Linked DNA regions of Mus musculus: region 2 is linked to region 1. A link is a contact called in public Hi-C data. All regions are on one chromosome and are shown on one strand. The core of a region is the stretch at or near the end of the contact, and the rest is flanking DNA. Distances in the headings are between cores, read along the strand shown.

Region 1 (4,244 bases), core at 1,261-3,760:
GTCATGTTCAGTATAGCTTCTCATTGCTCAAACAGAATCCAGAGTATCGAGGGACCACACCAATGTTGATAGACCACAGACCAAGGAGGGGAAAAGAGGCAAGTGCGTGCTAGGCTGGCAAGATTGTGTTGATTTAATCTAAACCCCTCTAGAAAGTGCATCCTGAGATGGAGTGCTCCCCACTTCCAAATTATTCTGTTTTCAGGCTTTCCCTGTGTGCTTGCAAAACATACTGAACAAATCATCCGGGCCTCAGAAAAGTCTTCATGGCATTAGTTCTCTGAGACCACAGCCTTCTGAGGGCAGAGACAGAGCCACTTACTGCCCGCTATTGTGAGGGACCTTAACCCCCTCTCCCCCCCCTCCATCAGCTTCTGCGGTGCTCAGAGATCTCAGGGCCTGTGACCTCCTTGAAAGCCCTCAGGCTGGCTTATTGGCACAGCTGGCGGTCTTGTCACATGACCTGAGTCTCTGGTGAGAGAATAGGAGAGACCGTGAGGAAATGAGGGAGGAACACTCAAGGCTGATGAAGGGCTTTATACAGGAAGTCATAGTCCTGAAGGACCCGAGGCTGAGGACTGTGGGAGCAGGGGCAGCTGGCACATCGCTGGACTTTCCTTGGGCTAAGGAGAGCCATGGATCTGCAGGATCAGGCAGGGCTCCTCATCTCCTAAGGCCTTTCATCCTGGTGCCATGGTGTCTCTTGTCGTCAACTGCAGATCTGCAGGTGTTCTTCCCCTTCCCCCACCAGGAAGTCCCAGTCCACTCAAGAAGAGCAGGTGACATCGTTAGCATGCTTGAGAGACTGGCATTGCCAGCGAGTGGGGGTTGCTGGCAGAGTGAGAACCAGATGCTTGCTTGGTGGCTTACTGCTCACTCTCCAGGCGCTGGGCCCCATGTTCAGGACAGACTCTGTGCTTTTGTCCATCCCTTCCTCTTCCAGCAGGACCAGAAGAGGGACATGTGTTTACCATGTTGCTCTCAACAGATCATGTCAGGGGAAGAACACTCCTTAAGAAGGAAATCTCCTAAGAGAAGTGTCAGCCCGGAGCAGCCACTTCATAGTGTAATTTATTCAACATCTAAGACCTTTGGTTTCTCAGCCTCCAGGTAGGGAGAGGAGGAGTATCTGCAGGAGGGAGCAGGTGGAGAGTTCAATGATCTTCAGTGGCAGGTACTGAGGACCTGTGCTTCTTCAAGAAATGTCTTGGGGAAGCATCCCCACAGGTTGCTGGAGACATGGGATGCTGGTGGGGCCACCAAGGCAGCAAACAACCTCCAAGTATTAAGTTGCTTCCTATGTAGCTTTCTTCTTCGTGGCACTGGGTCATCATTCTATAGACCCTATTCTAAGCTGCCCCCCAACCTGATGAACTGAGGACCTGCGGCATCCGTTCAGAAGTCAGGAGCATGTCTGAGAAGTTTCAACAAGGACACCCAGGATGCTTCATCTGTCACTTGGGCAGTAGTCTCAAGGATCCATAAGTTGGTGGCCTCTCAGTTCAGCTTTGCAAGGGTAACAATAGCTATGATGTCTAACAGTAAACCCTACCAGTTACAGATACTGTTTGTACATTATTCTAATGCTCCTGATGACTGTCCACCACTGATATTTGCCTATTTTCTCTTTGATAAGGAGACAGGATTATATAACTCTGGGACCTTGCCCAAGGCCACCTGACTAGGAGCCCATAGAACTAGACCGATTTGACTCTAGGATATACTATTGTAAGCCGTGAAGCCAGTTTCTTTGCAGAGTGAGTGACAGTGGCCATGCTCAACAGATTCCCAGAAGATGGGGGTGGGGAGAATTGCCTGGCACAGTGGCCCCTAGCTGGCATGAGGTACCCTTTCTGGCTGCAGTTCTAAGATTTGGGGATGGGATGAACATCCTTGTCAGTAGACTGACCCCCTAGACCAGCATGCTGGCATGCTTGGCTGGCACCCTCTGCAGTCTTCCTCCAGTGTTCATGGCCTCTTGATGGAGTGACAACTGTGATTCAGCGCTGGCACCCGTGGCAGCAGAGACGTAGTGAAATGGGAGAAAGGATTGTAATTATCTCTTAACACATCTCCACATTGCTCTGCTGTCAGGGCGGTTTTGTTTTCTGATTTATTTTGATCTGCTTAGAAATTAGTTGCTGCAGTGCACTGAGTATGTAATCCATGTCCCGTGAACTCGCAGCCATCAGCTCAACGAAAGCCCAGCAACACATGGCTTTCTTTTCTTGCCTTTCCTTGGTTTCTGTGAGGCTGTGTGTGTCTGTTGACTGTCTTTCTGTCTTTCTGCCATGACTCCTCGTCGTACCTAATGATCTTGTCCGCCAACCTTTCTGGAGGGCTCGTTCCCATAGTGAGCTTACCACCTGAATTGTGTTGCTCTGCTTGTCCTCCTTCACATTCTCAGCCTTCTCTGGTCCTCTCTTGCTGCCTCTGCAGACACCCCTTCTTGCTGTCCACCCCACAGGCAGCTCCCCCACTCTGTTCTGGCATGCCAAGTTTTCCTGGGGAGGTGAGAGCAAACATCTCATCATCCCAGATGGGCACCAGCAACAGGCGAAGTCTGATTCCACCAAGGCTAGCTTGGTGAGAAGAGTGAGCTTATGGGGCTTTCTTGCAAATCACAGGTGACGGGTTAGCTCTGGTGACTCCCAAATAGTACATCACGGCAGAGTCCCAGCCCATCGAGATGAAGACCTCATGGAAGTTGAATTATAGCATCCTGCTTTCAATTAACCTTCAACCTCTGAATTACACTAGCGTCTCTCCAGACCACTTGCCGCTGCTTGAGTGGGTAAAGGCTGGAATTTTAAGTGCATGTCTTGAGACTTTTCCATCTTCCATCTACCAGGGAGTGTCTGTAGTTCCCACTATTACTATAGACCTGGATATAATTGTATTTTTCTCCTCTAGTTGCCATGACTACTAGGACAAAATCCAAGATGGCATCTTATTATGCCCAGAGGAAAAAGTACCACACAGCACAGCCCCACACAGCCCTGGTTTTCACCAAGGATGTGCTGCCACCTCTGTCTGTATTAATGAGAAGCCATGTTCCATGGAGCAGCATGGGGCTGACTCTGACAGCCTCGGCACTGCTGTATCCTGGGATAACTCTCTGAGAAGGTGGCAGTCTCTGACTGTGTTTATTGCTTTTCTAATGATCAGGCCAAGATGAGAAGGAAGCCCACTTGCTGCAGGGAAGTCTCGGTGTAGAGAAGAGAAGTGACCCTGTAGGTGGAGGGGCCCAGTGTTTCCAGAGGTGGCATTTATCACAAACCTTCCTTTGAGGGGTTCACCCCCAATGGATGCTTAGCCAAGCAGAATCTTAGGAGCCAAAGGAAGCTACAGATGGCTACATTCTCAGAGTGGAAACTCAGGCCTGAAGATTTCCATTGAACCATGATTTTCCCTGCCTGTTTGTTCCAGCTACTGAGGCCACCAATATAGCAAATGATGCCACCCAAGTCTAGCAATGGGTTCTTACTTACAGGGGCATGGGTAGCTTGATGCCAAACTGCACTACTGAGCAATTTCAGGGCAGCAACATTTCTGAAGAGACCCATTCCAGCACCTGCTTACCTCTGATTACCTCAGATGAGGATGTTGGGCTCCTGAGGATGTTGGTGGCCTGTGAGCCTCTCCTTCATGGGCATGCCAATGGGCCGTGTCTACTGGATGTCTCATTCTCCTATATGATGGCAATGGTCAAGTCCAATCAAGAGGTAATACACTCTGCTTTCCTTCTGGTAAGACCTTCAGCAGTGCAGTAAATACCTTGGATCAAGTGCATGGGGAAGAGATGGTGACCCAGACCTCACCTGCTGTACTTCTCCTGATTACTCAGGACAACCCTTAGGCATCTGTCTAGGATTCTGAGAGGGATGTGGTGAGAAGACATTGTGGCCAGGGCAGGTGAGTCGATGCGTCCATCCGGAAGCACACACTTACTTGGCAGAGAGCAGTTCTGTGAAGGATGGGGCTCCCAACAGAATTGTTGCCGATTGGGGAACTATTCGGAGAGACAAGAAATATAGCATAAGCTTAGCTTAAGTATACAGGAGCGGGAACAGGGATGATGCAAGGGTTGTGTGGAAACTAGGTGCTCTAATCAGAACACCGAAGACCACAGGGACCAGTGAAAATCTCTAAATGTGGCTCTTCAGTGAAATCATGTAGAGTCTTCAAACCCTAACACCTCTGTATGGCTTAAGTTTCAACACATCGCAAGTTACTGGAAAACT
Region 2 (4,244 bases), core at 1,127-3,626, 86 kb before region 1:
GGGGAGCATTTGTGAATTAAAGGGGACTGAAGGACACACAGTTTACAGGGAGGTAGAGGTCAGGTCATCCAGAGCCCGGTGCGTTCTACCAACCATCCTGAGCGTGGTGATGAAGAGGTGACTCATAACAGGAAAGCAATCAGGAATGGGCCTCAGAGTCTTTACTTGGAATCTGTCTGAAGGATAAGTTACAGGAGATGAAAAGATGGTTGGGGATTCGGATGTAAAGCAGAGCACACATTTCTGCTCTGTAAACGGATGATTAATGTCTGTTATGGCCCGAATCACTTGGCTTTCCTGGAGCCTAAGATTCTTGCAAGGCTGTCTTTTGCAGAGCCCCGTACACGGACCTTGCAGCCTAAGCTTTAACTGCTTCCATTAGCAAAAGAGGAAAGAGAACATTTGTTGGTATTGTAGTGGCTTATGAATAAATTACGGAAGTAGGCAAAAGACAACACATACGAATCCACTGTTTCACAGCCTTGGAATTCACCTGGCTTTTGCTTCACAGCTCTGGTGTCACTGTTGGTGTCTGTGCCATGACACAGTAGTATGAACTGCTTCCTTCAGTCCTACTGGAGAATATGGCCCTGTTGGAACTTGGAATGCTCAGTAGTGATTCTTTATACTACGATGTTGGAATTGGAGAGGGAGGGATGTGTTCCCCTCTGGTCCCTGGAGAACCCCAGGCAGTACTCATGGTAGTAGCAAGGCCTATCCATTTATTGGCTCTACACCAATAGGAAATTCTTGGCTCTGAATCCATAGAGAAGTAGATTTGCCCAGTCAGGAAGCATTGCCCAGGCGGTTTGTAGGCTTGCTGGAGAGCAGAGAGCAGGGGCCTCACTGAGTCAGGGCTGGGTAACACTCTGATGGTCTACATGCACTGTTTCAGGGAAGGGTGCCTAGAGGGTCACCAGCTGTCTTTAACACCCTGGTCTGCTCCATCTTGGTGGCAGTTCAGGCTTTGGCTGCTTAAAGAGCTGGGATGCTGCCTTGGAAAGTAGCAGCTCACGCTAACATGGGGGCTGTGGGGGCAGTGACACGGTCCCTCTGAACTGCTGCTAACACACATGTAAGCCAGTGTTTCCCTCCATGAAGGCAAGGCCCAGGGTGGTGTCTTGTGAATTACCTTTTTGTGTTTTTACTTCCATAAATGTCATCTTTTTTAGAGCTGACTAAGTGAGCTCTTACATGGTTTAAAAATGTATCTCTAATATCCATCTAGTTTGACATAGGTACCATGGTCCTGTTCTTCACAAGGCAGCTGGCTGGGTAGGGTAGGCTCCTTATTCTTGGGAAGCCTGAGGCTAAGTATTTTCTGTCTGCCTTTCTACACAGTCTGCTGTTTCCATAATGGCCATTTTCTTAGATCTTTGTGAAAATACCAAGAAGTGGGAGAATGGGCCCGTGGCATAGGATGTTCAAGTTCACTCACAGCACACATCTGCTAACCTGGTGGTTCTGGAGGGAGTCAGACCTCTGCTTGGACCACCCTCTCCTTGTGCTCTGAGATCTCTTCCAAGTTGCTCTCTTGTTCCCTTGCCTTCGCATTTGCCCTTTCAGAGCCCCTACAGATCCAGGCACTGTTTCCTGGCTTTGACAAACTGCTCAGTATACTGGGGGAAGGGCACTGAGGAAACAGACACTTGCTCACGGAGCCCCATGTGTGTGGATTCCTGGGATTAGGGAGAGGGAGAGAGACCCAGAAGAATGCAGGTGGGAGGGAGGGTGCAGGAAGTCTCCCATCCAGGCTTTTGTAGAGTTAAAGCTTGCTTTCTGGGTTTTTGTTTGTTTGTTTGTTTTGTTTTTTGTTTTTGTTTTTTTTTTTTTGTTTTGTTTTGTTTTTTTTTTTTGAGACAGGCTTTCTCTGTATAGCCCTGGCTGTCCTAGAACTCACTCTGTAGACCAGGCTGGCCTTGAACTCAGAAATCCACCTGCCTCTGCCTCCCAAGTGCTGGGATTAAAGGCGTGTGCCACGACGCCCGGCGAGGCTTGCTTTCTTGTCCCTTTGTCTCAAGCACTTTGCATTATGTTTGGGTATAGTAGATGCTTAGGAAATGGAAGCCCAGGCCCAGCTGTGATTGGCAGTTATGTCTCTGGTTCTGCCCTGACTTTTGTCTGTGCAAGGCTGAATCATTTCAGGAGTCTTTGCATTTTTGGAGCTGGTTCTTTTGCTCAGTCTCAGCCTTTTAAACAGGGCTTCAGGAAAAGGGCCTTTGGAAAGGAGTTTCTTCCTCATATTGGGGACAAAGCCCTCAGGAGAAACACCCACTTTAGAGAGAAAGCTTGGAACTGATGCACAACTTATAGAGAGGACAGGCCTGGCTGCCCCGCCCTGTGTTCCGTTAAATAAGCCAAGCCTGCCTCAGTGCTGGGTCTTGGCCCAGGATGGAGAGTATCCACTAATGAGGCAAGTGACTTCAGGAAGATCAAAATAATTAGTCAGTTCTCACTGCAAACATGAGTCACCACTTAAAGACATCATGTTCTGGTTGGCGAGCTAGGGGGTTGAGATAGAAGACTCCTGGCTCCTACTCCCCAGGGGTGCCAAGTGCGTATGAGAAGCCTACTAGCTGTGGATAATGGACGCAGACTCAAGTTCCACTCGGCCTGCTCTTGGCTTCCCCTCCTTCCATATCCAGTAGAAAGGGAGCTGGGGGACTGGATGCCCACACAGTCCATGGTCTGGAGGCTAGATAAGGTGACCGGGGTGCAGATGGGTATCCTGGCATAGAGAAAGCTGGCACTGTTTGCCAGGCCCCTCTGGCTCTGGAGAGCTTGACAGGCATGCAGGGGCTTCCAGGGAGTATTTGGTTGCCTCTTTCTAGCCAGAGTGACACTAACTCCAGCTCAGGGACAGGGATCTCGGATAGTCCTGTCTTGCAGGGGGAGGTTCCCTTGGCATTGGGGGACAAGTCTACATCACATAGCTTTTCCCTGGCATATCTCAACTGGGTGAGTTGGCCTGGGTCTGAGGAACTGGTTGGCCTCTTCTCCAAAGGCTGGCTGGAGTAGGAGGACCTGATGAGGTCATAAGTTCTGCCTCTGTCTGGCCAAAGTCAGAGGTGGGTCTGATGGAATAGAACTTACTTTAGAACCAAGAACACTGGGCCCGGAGAGACCAAGCCTGGGACCTCTGTTCTCATGAGTAGCCATTCCAACCAGATATCAAATGGGACGGCACAGCTGATACCACACCAGTTGAGCAAGCATGTGCTCTCTAGTGTGTCTGGCCTGAGTGAGTGATGGCTGGCCAATGAAGAAAGTGTGCAGGCTCCTCTAGTGGGGAAATCCCACAATGGGGCCCTCTTCTGTCACTTTCTGAGTAGGTGACCACAGGAATATCATTTAAATTCCTTGGGCTTCTCTCACCCTCTCAACTCCTTCCCCCCACTTCCCTGTGGATGTCTTTTGAATGCTCATTGGAATGTAAGTGCCAGACATGCAGTGGGGAGCAATATAGAGAAGGTGGATATTTACTATGAAGAAAGAGAGAAAAGACAAGTGAAGCAAACATCCTAACTAAGTAAGACAACTTCAAATTTCCCTAGGTGCTATAAGGAAGACAGTGTTCTGAGTGGGACATAGGTAGGAATGTGAGAACCTTAGACCACATAGGATAGGGGTCTTCAAGAGGGAGTTCTGTGTGGACTTGATAGGCCTGGGAGAAAGTCATAGTGTAGGGGAATTGGGAAGACAGTGGCCCTCAGGTGAGCAAGCCCAACCTGCAGGCGGCCATAATGCTTTTACTTGCACGCAAGAAAAGAGCTATTGTTGTGTTGTAACATGTAAATGCCGGCGTCATTTGCTAGTGTTTAGCAGCGCCCTAACTGATAGCATGTGGATCACTGTAATAGTGCGGATCTGAAGCAGATGTGGGACAGACTTCAGCATGGAAAAGTAAATGTGCTGTCTGTCTCCACATGGGAGCTCGTAGAATAGCCAAAGGGATGCTTGCCTCCACCCAGGCTTAGTGTTGCGGTGATTTCAGCTCTTCTAGCTGTGAGCCAGAGGTCCTGTCTCATGTAATGTTAGCTCTGATGAGCATTTCCAGAGTCTTGTCACCGGGAGCGCTTGGTCCTCTAATTAAGTAGTAATGTGCTTGTCCAATAAGAACCATATGGTTGCAATGAATCAAGACCGGATTATCTTAGCTGTAAAAATTAATATTAGTATTGATGACAGTAACACTAACGATTTTATGTTTATTTTTTCTTCTTAAGAGCTCAGAATACAATTAT

Evidence for each region. A called contact is a pair of places that touch in the nucleus more often than the background predicts.
Region 2: a contact with region 1 is called in a Hi-C map of the N1E-115 cell line, with 2.8 times the contacts expected there. The contact joins two enhancer-like sites. A contact is called at or near these places in 6 of 484 Hi-C or Micro-C datasets (the HL-1 cell line, the N1E-115 cell line, Sertoli cells and 3 more).

Annotation. Positions count from the first base shown.
Region 1 is chr6:118,931,002-118,935,245 of GRCm38.p6, reverse strand. The region is part of intron 3 of Cacna1c (calcium channel, voltage-dependent, L type, alpha 1C subunit); the gene reads left to right. Among named protein-coding and RNA genes, the nearest start is that of 4931430N09Rik, 53 kb to the right of the region's middle. Within about 2 kb of position 2,510, at least 8 of the 459 cell types and tissues checked have an H3K27ac peak or open chromatin away from gene starts, as enhancers often do. A contact at or near this core is called in the N1E-115 cell line, where this site is marked.
Region 2 is chr6:119,017,348-119,021,591 of GRCm38.p6, reverse strand. All of the region lies in intron 3 of Cacna1c (calcium channel, voltage-dependent, L type, alpha 1C subunit), which reads left to right. Among named protein-coding and RNA genes, the nearest start is that of Gm50599, 4.8 kb to the right of the region's middle. Within about 2 kb of position 2,376, at least 14 of the 459 cell types and tissues checked have an H3K27ac peak or open chromatin away from gene starts, as enhancers often do. A contact at or near this core is called in the N1E-115 cell line, where this site is marked.